2 separate regions of the Xenopus tropicalis genome follow, and region 1 is linked to region 2. Evidence: chromatin contacts called from public Hi-C data. All regions are on one chromosome and are shown on one strand. The core of a region is the stretch at or near the end of the contact, and the rest is flanking DNA. Distances in the headings are between cores, read along the strand shown.

Region 1 (6,090 bases), core at 347-2,846, 130 kb before region 2:
TCGGTCATTGTCCCATAGTCCAGTTCTTTCCATACCAACAGCTGGAAGAGGGGGGGGGGGTACAGAACATGTGTTATAAGCACGTCTGCCATTTCCCAAAAATACACTCTCATCAGTCCATATGTGAACCCCAAACAGGTTATGTGGCCTTGACAACAAGCCTACAGAGAGAGGCCAATTGTTCCCCTCAGCAGATGTTACAAGCTGCCCTAAGACTCCTACAGTGCGCTGCCACACAGTTAAAAATAGAACACGGAGAGCATTAAATGCGCGGCAAACACCCTTTAACAGGATCTTAATGATTTGTGCTGGGTATAGCTTTGCCTAATGTTTAAATTCATAAGCATAGCTTCAATATTTCTTCACATAAAAGCAGAGAGACACACTCCCATAGTGTAAGATCAAAGATACATAGTTTAATAAAAATTACACTTACAAACATCGAAGCATAATGAGCGTATCAAACAGTCTCATTATGCTCCGATGTTTGTAAGTGTAATTTTTAATTTATTAAACTATGTATTTTTGATCTTACACTATGGGAGTGCCTCCCTCTGTTTTAATGTGAATTTACTTATCGGTAGATTGGCTTACTACATAAGGTGGCTGCACACCTTACTGAACATGCACCACGAAGACACTTCTCCTGTGAACAGTTACCACATTATATACATTTTGCTTGGCAGACTGTTCATTGGTTCAAGAAGATTTCACTGACTGTTGTTATATACTTTGCGCCCCTTCTTACTCCAATATTGTTTGATATTTCTTGCACTAAGCAGGGCAAAGAGTAAAACCAGAAGCAGTTTTGATCCCAACTTCCTGGTTTTTATAATGTGATTATAATGAGAAACCCTCTGTATAAACAAAAGCCTGCAGGGCAGCAGCCCCTGACCCACTGGGACCCCCCCCCCCAGCCCCTGACCCACTGGGACCCCCCCCAGCACCTGACCCACTGGGACCCCCCCCCAGCACCTGACCCACTGGGACCCCCCCCCAGCCCCTGACCCACTGGGACCCCCCCAGCCACTGTTCCAGTAGTGGGGAAGGGGGGACAACAGCAGTAGAACACCAACAGGTAGATCCTTAAGCGCCGCTGAAAGTGGCCCCTCCTATGAATGGCCCAGATAACAACCCCCCAGGTGCCTTACGAGGAGAAGTTCCCTCACCTTCCCGTCCGACCTCCTGCGAATCTTCTGGCATTTCCCGTAGGAGCCAGAGCCGATAGTGTACAATACTTCGTAATCCTCCACCCGGGACGGCATTCTCTGCCCCCGCACGAAATAAGCCCACCGACGTACAACTCCCAGATCCACCACGTAGCCCCGAACACCTTGACGCCTAAACCCCACACAAGCGTATCATTCCAGCCAGTACTAGGCCGTTTTTAAACTTCGTGGCTTCCAGCTAAAAGACTCGCTGATTGGCTGCCCTAGGGAGCCCGGCCAGGTTAGACCAATGGCTGCAAGCGTTCGTCTTTCAAACATGCAGATTGGCGGATGCGGAACAGGTCAGGCCTTTATGATTGGCTGAGGGCAGGGAAAACACGACTACGACGCTTGACTTTCATAACTGCCGTTTGTAACCTGTGGGAAGCGTGCCTCGTCTCCTGGGAACTGATGCGGCGCCAGGGGAGGGCGCGAAAACACAAACGGAAATTGCACTACAACTCCCACAATGCCATTGGCCCCGATGCTGGGAACTGTAGTTTATAAACTGGACTTCTGAGGTAGTTTAAAGCAACAGTAACACCAAAAAATGAAAGTGTATAAAAGTGATTACATAGTGCAATACTGTTTCCCTGCACTAGTGCAACTGGTGTGTGTGCCTCAAATAGACTATTATAGTTTACATAAACAAAGCTGCCATGTAGCTGTGGGGGCACAGTTTTTTTTTTCTTTTCTAAGAAGAAAAGGCACAGAGTAGTTAGCAGTAAATAGATACCCCCCCCCCATTATATTTTATCTGTAATGGAACCTGTCCTTTTTTTACTTTTTTTCCAGCTTGAATGGCTGCCCCCAGTGCTACAAAGCAGCTTATTTATATAACCTGTAAGGGCTGTGTCACACGGGGAGATTAGTCGCCGCGCGACAAATCTCCCTTGTCGCGGGCGACTAATCTTCCCGAAATACCATCCCACTGGCTAGAATGTAAATCGCCGCTGGGATAGCATACACGGCGTCACAAAGTCTGGGAAGTTGCCTTGAGAGGAAAATTCAGTGATTTTGGCTCCACGGATGCCAACCCAACGGCGATTTACAGCCTGCCCGACTGATATCTGGCCTGAAATAGGGCAGATATCGATTGGGCAGGTTAAAAAATGTAGTCAGTTTGGGGACCATATCGGCTCTTCGATGCGGCCCCCGATCCGATTCTCCTATACCCGTCCCCAGGGCCAAACGACCAAATTAGTGTGGATTTGTCCGATATCGCCAACACGTAGGTGGGGGATATTAGGAGAATATCCGCTCGCTTGGCAATATCACCAAGCGGGCGGATCTGAAGGTGTATGGCTACCTTTAATTCTAATCACCTGTCATTAAGGGTGAAGACACACGGAGCTACTAGTAGCAGCTACTTTTTTACAGCTACTAAACGCTATAAAATCGCCTGCCATAGACAATACTGAGATTTGCCTCTGCTAAAACACATGAAGAGACAATTATCAGTAAATGATCAGCATTGTCTATTTTAGTAGCCGTGACAAGTAGCTGCTACTAGTAGCTCTGTGTGCCTTCACCCTAAAGGGCACAAGTGGCTTTTAGGGGATTCTCATTCAGGTTAATATAGAATACAACCCAGGCCTGTAAGGGGCCCATCTTCCACCTCCTTATTACCCCAGTGCATGTACTTAGCATATGAATGAACCTGATGATGTGCAAACCAGGTGCCATAGAACCTACTGACTGAGGCAGGCTCAATGGGAATTATGGTTGTGTAAACACAAGTGGGCAATAAAAGCACAGTTGAGTCTGTTCTTTGAATTCATAGACTGCTTTGATGTCTGAGTCTTTTGTCATGTTGGGGATTAACTAATGGATTAGTCCAATAAGTGTCTATTGGTAAAGTACCTGTGTTGCAAACATCGTTGCAAAACCTGGTATCTGGGTGGTGTTTATTCTTTGGGGAAGATGTAGGAGTCCAATGGGTTTTATGTAAAAATACAGTCTTGTGTTTCATGCAAATCCCATACATTTTGAATATGGAATTAATGCAGAGCTGTCAATCCCCCCACGTCAGTGACATCACTGACATTCCCCCACAGCTCTGTGGTGAGGGGGCTAGCATATCTCCCCAATTCTCTACATTTTCTACTATCAGGACTGTTACACACAGGTGTATATTTCTGCACTTACAAATGCATGTTGAGCATGTAAAAATGCATGTATTGCGATGTGTTTTTGTCAGTTCCAAATTCAAATCACATAGTGATAACTCTGTAACTGTGAAGATCCCACCACCCCAATAGCTTTTAAAGGGGTGGTTCACCTTATAGTTATCTTTTAGGATGTTACAGAATGGGCAACTTTAAATTGGTCTTCATTATTAAATTTTTATAGTTTTTGAATTACTTGCCTTCCTCTTCCACCTCTTTCCAGCTTTCAAATGGGGACTGCTGACCCCAGCAGACAAAAACTATTGCTCTGTGAGGCTACAGTTTTATTGTTACTTTTCATTACTTATTTTTGTATTCAAGTTCTCTCCGATTCATATTCCAGTCTGTCATTTAAACCATTCCCTGATTGCTAAGGTAATTTGGACCCTAACAACCAGTTATCTGTTGAAATTCCAAACTGGAGAGCAGCAAAACAACTGCAAATAATAAAAAATAAAGACCAATTGCAAATTATCTCATGATATTACCCTCTTCACCATACTAAACGTTAACTCCATGGTGGACAACCCCTTTAAAAGGTTATAGATAGATTAAAATAAACTAACACTGAAGGCTTACATAGTTACATAGTTACATACGGTTGAAAAAAGACCAGAGTCCATCAAGTTCAACCCTTCCAAGTAAACCCAGCACACACAACCTATACTTACCTATCTATACACTCACATACATAAACTATATATACAAACACTAATACTAACTGTAGATATTAGTATCACAATAGCCTTGGATACTCTGCTTGTTCAAGAACTCATCCAGGCCCCTCTTATAGGCATTAACAGAATGTGACATTACCCCATCACTAGGAAGGCGCAGTAGTGCTCTCTCCATTAGAGTGGCTTTTTACTGCCCCTGGTAACTTGCTGGGCACTGCCGCCTTAGGCGACTTTCTAAACTCATAGCAGTAGCGCCTCTGACTGAAGGAATAAATATTATTGCCTTTAAATTAGAATTAAGAGAAGGTCAGATTGATTAAGGCCTTAATCCATTTTGTGAATACATTAGTTTTAGGGTGAAGGCATATAGAGCTACTTGTCATGGCTACTAAAATAGACAATGCTGATAATTTACTGATAATTGTCTCTGTGTGTTTTAGCAGAGGCAATTCTCAGTATTGTCTATGGCAGGGGATTTTCTGGAATTTAGTAGCCATGACAAGTAGCTGCTACTAAGTAGCTCCGTGTGTCTTCACCCTTAGGGCTCTAGCACACGGGGAGATTAGTCGCCCGCGACAAATCTCCCTGTTCGCGGGCGGCTAAGTTTCCTCTGAAGACAACTTCCGCGATATCACTAAATTCGCGCCGCCGCGTATGCCATCCCACCGGCGATTTACATTTTCGCTAGTGGGATGGCATTTCGGGGAGATTAGTCGCCCGCAAACAGGGAGATTTGTAGCGGGCGACTAATCTCCCTGTGTGCCAGAGCCCTTAGGGTTAAATTGCCATTCCAGAAATTGAAAATATATATAATTTCAAACTAGCACTTACCCCAAATACTTACCTAACTGGCCAAACAGCAGGTATTACAGGATAGTCTGGTACACCAAATAAGTTTTTAGTTTAACACTTATCCCAATTGGCCCTTAGGCTAGGTAACCCATCAGTAGCTTAGGCTCCCTTTAGCCCTACATCCCTACAGCCCTACAATTAGTAAACAATTTTTGTTAAATGTTGATGCTAAATTGGGGTTTCTGAGCATGAGTGAGGAGCAAAACTGCAACTGTGTTGTTTTGCTGAAAAATCTGTGAAACTGCAAACATGTCTTGAAATGTAACAGAATGCACTGGCGCCAATTGCTGTTTTTTCCTACATGAAAAAAAACTTTTTTTTTCCAGTGAAACAAAATGCACATTTATTGTGAGAATTTCTATTGGACATTCATAAAAATTTTCAAGACTCACAAAAACACATATTCTGCTGCAAATCTGTATCACCCATCCCTCCTTAAATACTGGCCACCTTAACAAAATCAGTAAATGTCTCATTACCTGAAGCATAATATGTGCATTTTCTTTTCCTTTAGGGCAGGAGGATTGGAAAAAAGAGGACGAGAGAAACTGGTTAAAAGGTAGGTGGGAACCTACACACCAGTTATATTAAAATAGATATTTTTTAATATCAGTATGTACCAATTTGGTAGTAAATCTTGTTTTTATTCAACCAAAACTTGCCCCCAAGTCAGGAATTCAAAAACAATTCTACTGCTACTGTTACAAAAAGCCTGGAGGGTGTTAAGAATCATTATGGGATGTCATCAGTGCAACATAGTCAACAGAACAGGAACTAAATTGCAGTCTGCATACAGTCTATGCTAAAATATTTATTCCCCAGTAATAAACATAAATCTGCTGGAATATTTGAGGGCACAGTGGCCCTTTAAATGAGGAAAGGTTATTTAAATCTGTAAGTAGGTTGGCTTGCAACATATTTATATACCTTTAGGTGGCAGTATAAGTCAGTTTTCAGGATATGTACAAATATCCATTATTGTTTAAATAGTTAAAAAGTATTCTAATCCTGTGTTTCTTTCACAGGAAAAATGTATGTATGTGCATGGGAGCTACAAGCTGTGGTTCTTCAGCTTTGCCTATAAAATAAATGTAATATTTATGCCCAAAAACTTGAAAACTCCATAGAAAGTCACTTGGTGTTTTTTTCCATTTGCGAATGACCCTTCCCACCTACAGGTGGCAG
Region 2 (6,463 bases), core at 2,047-4,546:
CTTCTATGGTTGCCGGTGGAAAGCCTTTTCGGAGCGGTTACTCACACATGATAGCAGAGATCTATCGCGGGCAAATAACTCGCTCAGTGGATTCTTACCCTAAGAGGGTGGAAGAGAGATAAAGACAACAAACCCCCTTTACTTACTATTTATTCTGATGTAGCAGTTTATGCCTACACAGTCTTTCCCATACCACAAATGACCCCCATCACACAAAATGACTGGGGGTTACAAGGTTTTGAGCAGTGGGCAAACTGCATATCATTACAGCTGTTTGCTTTTGCTCACTACATGTAATAAAACAATTAAGAGGCGGGGTGTAGAAGTGCACACTGGGTAATGAGGAAAACAACTGAACCAAGATTAAATGTGGGGGTCGAGGGGGAAGGGGCAATGTTTGGTTTTGCTCAGTGAAACAAGAGCTATAACTTCTAACCAGAATCAAACTGGCACTAGCAGAATTCCCCGTTATTTAATTTCCTAGAAATAAATGTAAGCCCCGATCATAGAGAGATGTCGTTCTTAGTTAAGCTATAACATGGCTAATTTTCAAGGAAATTTCAGTGATATGATCATTCTGCAGCCTTGACAATTAGCACAGGGCTGCAAACAGGTGTCCTCGGGTGGGCTGCAGAGGCCCATGCAGCTGTGCAGATATAAGTTTAGCAAACATTATGGAGATTGCATCAGCTATTAATTCAATGAAAATAGAGAAGGAGAAGAGCAAGGTTGATCGTTATGGATACAGCTTCCATGCTACATATACCACAGACAGCTGTCATTCTGGTGTCCCCATTGCAGCTGAAGACCACCGAGCTGTAGGACTAACTGTAGGCCGTTGCTGACCCCTATCCCTCCTTTGCTGAGCCAGACTATCCATGTATTGCTGTGGGGTTAGATAAAGCATTTAATAGCTGATAGTTGTTCAAATAAATGGCTACAGCCCCTTATAGGGAAAGACACACAAATAAGTGTTGACTAAAGGAGACACTCAAGAACCTTTGAGGCTGTAAATTCCCTTACACGTAGCTGAAATGTTTGTCACAAAATTAATTTGGCCTGTTAAAATGTTTTCTTCTTTAGTATGTTATAGATCAGACCTTAACTGGGATCCAACAGAGGCGCTGGTATTTCCAGTACACAGAGGCCCAAACAGCCCCCCTCAGCCCAATAAATAGTGACTGTCTATGGCATCTTACAGCAGCCCCTCTGGCATTGCCAGAATCTACAAACAGCCAGTCTGGGCCTGTTATAGAATGTTCTCTACTTTGCAACTTTTTAATTGGTCTTCATTTTCTTTTTTTAAATATTATAACTATTTGCCTCCTCTTCTCTTTCCAGCTTGCAAATTATATCGGGCTGTTGGGAGTCGCTGGCCCAATCAGCCCGATATAATAACTTTTTACTACTAATTTTTGTATTCAGGCCCTCTCTTATTCATATTCCTGTCTCTCATTCACAGAACTATCTGGTTGATATAGTAAATGGGACCCTAGCAACCAGACAGTTGCCGACATTCCAAAAGGGAGAACTGCTGAACAAAAAGATAAATAATTAAAAATACAAATAAAGACATGTCCCCTTTAGGTTTACAATGTAAACGGAGTATAAAAGACACAGGAAATAGCAAATACTGCTTGTTAGACTTGACTATTGCTATAGAGAAGAAAGGGCTGTGTACTACCTTTTACAAACACAAATACTCAATGTAACATGGTCACGCATGCAGCTACAAGGCACTGTGGCCATCAACCCATGTAGAGGGAACCCCTTTAGAGAGAGGGCAGCAAATCTTCAACAACCTGTCTGTGTGGCCTACGGACTGAATGATCAGATTCATATAACTGACTTCCACATGTGCCAGCAAAATTGCTTGTGACCCAACTGCTCTACAAGCAAAGGTTTGAACTCGTCAATTAAGGAATATTTTGATTTCTTTTGTCTTCATACACTTCCTGCACTAGCTGAAAACTGACATAGAACGAGCTGAGGGTTTTGCAGTCAGCACGTCTCTTACCTCAGAGTTATTGCTCTGGCCACCGGGTCATTGCTGTGAATGACAGAGAAAACCCTTTTCACAAACTCATCAACATTCAGGATTTTCTCTAAATGTTTCTCACTCTGTTGGGTCACTTTCAGTACACAGAGACGGAGGAAATTATTCCTACAAAAGCAAGAAAAAAAAATCATGTTATATGTTATTAGCCCACAGAGACTCATATACTCATATACACATATATTTGTCATTCAGAACATACCCAACTCTGAATACATCTGCCAACTTGAGAAAAGCAGAATTGATGAGAATGGGAAAAGGATATTTCTGGAACAACCTTGGGAAACGGACTACAGCTTCACACTGCTCCCCGAGCTTTCCGGATCGCAAACCTAGTAGAGATAAATATATATAAAATGACATTTACAATGGTGCAATGATTTGACATTAATGATTCTAAAGCACGGTAAGTCCACTTGCTGTAGATACTGTATAGCAAGATGAGATGGATGAATGAGAATTATTACCTCTATGGAATAAGCAGAGATAGCAGACAGAATTAGACATACAAATAAAATGAACCTTAGGGACTAATATATTGTTGTAGTGCATTTATGATGTACACTTTTGTTAAATAAATACCCAAAGGGAATAACTAAATGATTTAACTACAAAAAAGCACAACAGGACACCATTATCCCTGTACAACTCCTGCCTTTGCCCAGGTGATAAGGACAGTAAAAGGAATTCCCATATCTATTCTGGACTCTCTCAGTGGCTTAGTTGGCTAGATGGCCACCTGTCCTACCAATTAATGCCCCCTCACTGCTGTATTAGCATTGCTTGGTTTATATGTACAAGATAAAGTCCCCTTTTGTTTACACAAGAAGGCTGAGTTACACTGCCCCCCTCACAATGGATCTCAAACTAGTTACCCCAATATTAATCAAAATGGCAGCTGTCTGTCACACCGATGCTGTCTTGAGTTCCACAAATAAAATCGTTGCTATCGCTATGGCAGCACCACTACTGCCCCATTGCCTCTCGCTAGCAGCGATACCTTTGTCCAACTCCATTAGCGCCGAGTTGGCATCCAGTTCCTGCTCTCCGTGCCCAGCATCTGCCAAGAAGGCCCTACTGGCAGCTCCGCCAGACGCCATGTTAGTTTTCTGGCTAATACCTTCCCTTCTCATTACCCACACTACAACATCCCATTCAGCCTACAAGGCCGCCATGACAGATCCTAACGCATGCGCAAATCAGCAGCCTCCGCTCCTAAATCCCCATAATGCACTAGTGAGACCGTCTCCGAGCGTCTGATTGGTCGTAACCAGACTTTGGAGCCCGTCCAATCCCCGTAGTGCACTGCGCGGGCACTCTGATCGGACCAATCAGGAGAGAGAATGGGATTTCGCGGGAGATTCTTCTCTTGGCGCTTTGGTTTTCGCGGGAGGTTTGTTCCTTTGGGCTGCGGGCTGTGTGAGGGGAAGGAGTGCAGGAGCGGAGCTCTCCCTTGGGGCCTTTATCGCTGCTGTTACTGCTTGGATCCGCATCTGCCATAGCTGAGATCTCATTCATTCCTCGCCATGTTGTTTCGATCTGTGGTAAACAAACCTCGCTTGGGCTGCAGGCAAAGGGGTGAGTGTCAGACATTGCGCCAAAATATCTATCCCCGTTACATAGAGCGGCGTTTGCCCAGGCTCCTAGTCCCAGGGAGGGCCCTGCCTGCCCAACTATACAAATATACTGGGATACATGGATTTGCTGTGCTTTATTATTTTACTGAGCTTTGGTGTGTGTGTCCTATGTGTGCCTGTGTGTGTATATATATATATATATATATAATATTGTATTGGTAGTTTGCCCCTTATTCTCGGCGCTTAATGGTGCAACTTGGTCACATGACTCACTGAAATAGAAAATAGCTAAATGATAGTATAAAAGTGCTTGTACTGCGGCTCTGTGCCTTGGGCATGGGACTCCTTGGGCACGGGGACTCCTTGGGCACGGGGACTCCTTGGGCACACTTATATCCTTATTAACATTATTATCTGTATAGCAGTATTAGGTTTTGGGAAATGTAAGCTTGTCTATTGCAAGCAGCAGTTCATGTTATTCTTTATATAGTACCAGCAAGTTACACAGAACTGTACATTCATTTTTAACAAACAGGGGTCTTACAATAACCTAGCAAACGGTTTACAGAGTAAAAAGTAGTATCAGAGGAGCTTGCATTCCTTTGCTTGGACACAAGTGTCTCCTCAGACAACATAGTGTGAGTAATTGCTGTAAAGCAGCTGTTATAACTTCAGTGATATAAGAGCGCTACTGCCATGTGGCCCCTCACAGTTGTGTGTCCCGGCGGCTCCCTGCACAGCCCTAGCTTGCTGCTTATTGGAGAATATGGTATTGGGCGCTCAGGTCTTCCACTCAGTCACCTAAGGATCAGGAAAATTTTTCTTTCAGGCCTGCACTACACTGGCAAATGCCAGGGGGGCTGCTGTAAGATGCCATAGACAGTCACTATTTATTGGGCTGGGGGGGGCTGTTTGTGCCTCTCGGTACTGGGAATGCCAGGGGGACTGTAAGATGCCACAGACAGTCACTATTTATTGGGCTGGGGGGGCTGTTTGTGCCTCTCGGTACTGGGAATGCCAGGGGGCTGTAAGGTGCCACAGACAGTCACTATTTATTGGGCTGGGGGGGCTGTTTGTGCCTCTGGGTACTGGGAATGCCAGGGGGGCTGTAAGGTGCCACAGACAGTCACTATTTATTGGGCTGGGGGGGCTGTTTGTGCCTCTGGGTACTGGGAATGCCAGGGGGGCTGTAAGGTGCCATAGACACTCACTATTTATTGGGCTGGGGGGGGCTGTTTGTGCCTCTGGGTACTGGGAATGCCAGGGGGGCTGTAAGGTGCCACAGACACTCACTATTTATTGGGCTGGGGGGGCTGTTTGTGCCTCTGGGTACTGGGAATGCCAGAGGGTGTCCCTTTTACACACCCCCTTCAGTCTCTGCTACAATGTTATCAATGTGCCAAACATGATGAGCATACTTCGTATGGGGAGTTGGGTGCCGCTGTTCCACCTTTTTTGTGTATTGTAACTGCACCCCGATATATATGGGTTTTGCATTTGAGTGCAGATACTTGAAGGACTGATATATATTATAAAATCTCCATAAAAATTCTTTCAATCTAGGATTATATTGCACAATTTATATTGTAAATTACTGGTTATTAAAGGAAAACTACCCCCAAACAATGTAGGTCTCTCTAAAAATATACTTTTTAGTAGTATGAGCTATTGAGTACTCGTAAATAGAAAACCCCATTTTAAGTACTAAGGGCCGCTTGCTGGGATCATAGGATTCACAGTGCACACAAACAAGCCAAGGCACACATACATGCTAGGCCCCATCAGCCAATGAATGGGCAGAGTTCTGCCTTTTGCTCCCACACTACTTCCTGTTACAGTTAGAGCTGCATCACTTCCTGTCAGCTGATCTCTGAGGGAGCACACAGCCCATCACTAAATGGCGGCTCAAGGGAAAGGATGTAAACGTGCAATATTTACTGATATATATATTCCAGTTTGGCGAGATTCTTTAATGTGTCAACATAACATCATTCTGAGGGTATAGATTTCCTTTAAACTACAAATTGTGTACAGCAGTCTTGTCTACTAAAACAGATTTTAATATTTTTTATCCTTTCCATACAGGTGTCCCTTTTACACACCCCCTTCAGTCTCTGCTACAATGTTATCAATGTGCCAAACATGATGAGCATACTTCGTATGGGGAGTTGGGTGCCGCTGTTCCACCTTTCGGATGTGCCTTTAGTACAGGTAATTATTGTCATCACTCCGCTGATCTTTCAAATAGATCATAAAATAGTTTATCTGCTAATCATAATTGGGATGTACAGCCTGCTTAAACTTTTGGTTGAACAAAGGAACCGTGCTGTTTACCATGACAAGCATTCCTGCGTACTTAGTGCTACCCTTCCATGCCCTGAGTGCCTTCCTTCTGGCCCTGCTCCCCAGGAGCTGCCAATGGAATAAACAGGAATGGAATGGTAACACAGCAGGTGGTGCTTTGCTGTTACCCACCAACACTTGACTGTTGTTTCCTACACATGTATATTTGTATTTATATAGTGCTACTTATGTACACATTGCTGTGCAATAAAACGCTGTGCAATTAAAGCAGCCCATTCCTCTTGTAAGCACCAAACATATAAACCTGATGATAAAATACAAGAGCATCAACATGTATTTCCCTGTGTTTGCAGTGCCGGACATGTCTCATGTACTTGCTGTTGCCAACGAAGAAGGCATAGTCAGGCTGTATGATACAGAGTGCCGGGATGTACAAAGGCTTGTTGTGAAAGGTAAGAACTCTGCTTCTGCACAATCAGCCCTATAATATTGTGCCCAATGGTGCATGTAATAGTTCATGTATTCA

The links. A called contact is a pair of places that touch in the nucleus more often than the background predicts.
Region 1: a Hi-C map of neurula embryo shows a contact between it and region 2, with 2.5 times the contacts expected there. The contact joins the promoter of LOC100328980 here to the promoter of ints7 in region 2. A contact is called at or near these places in 5 of 5 Hi-C or Micro-C datasets (brain, gastrula embryo, liver and 2 more).

What each region holds. Positions count from the first base shown.
Region 1 is chr5:14,877,022-14,883,111 of UCB_Xtro_10.0, reverse strand. LOC100328980 (NIMA related kinase 2) reads right to left here and starts at 1,596. Exons shown (of 9, transcript NM_001171185.1): 1 at 1,170-1,596; 2 at 1-41. The coding sequence starts at 1,265.
Region 2 is chr5:14,746,141-14,752,603 of UCB_Xtro_10.0, reverse strand. ints7 (integrator complex subunit 7) reads right to left here and starts at 3,296. Exons shown (of 20, transcript XM_002934697.5): 1 at 3,057-3,296; 2 at 2,259-2,388; 3 at 2,018-2,164. The coding sequence starts at 3,189. dtl (denticleless E3 ubiquitin protein ligase homolog) reads left to right here and starts at 3,472. Exons shown (of 15, transcript NM_204071.1): 1 at 3,472-3,634; 2 at 5,719-5,844; 3 at 6,291-6,389. The coding sequence starts at 3,583.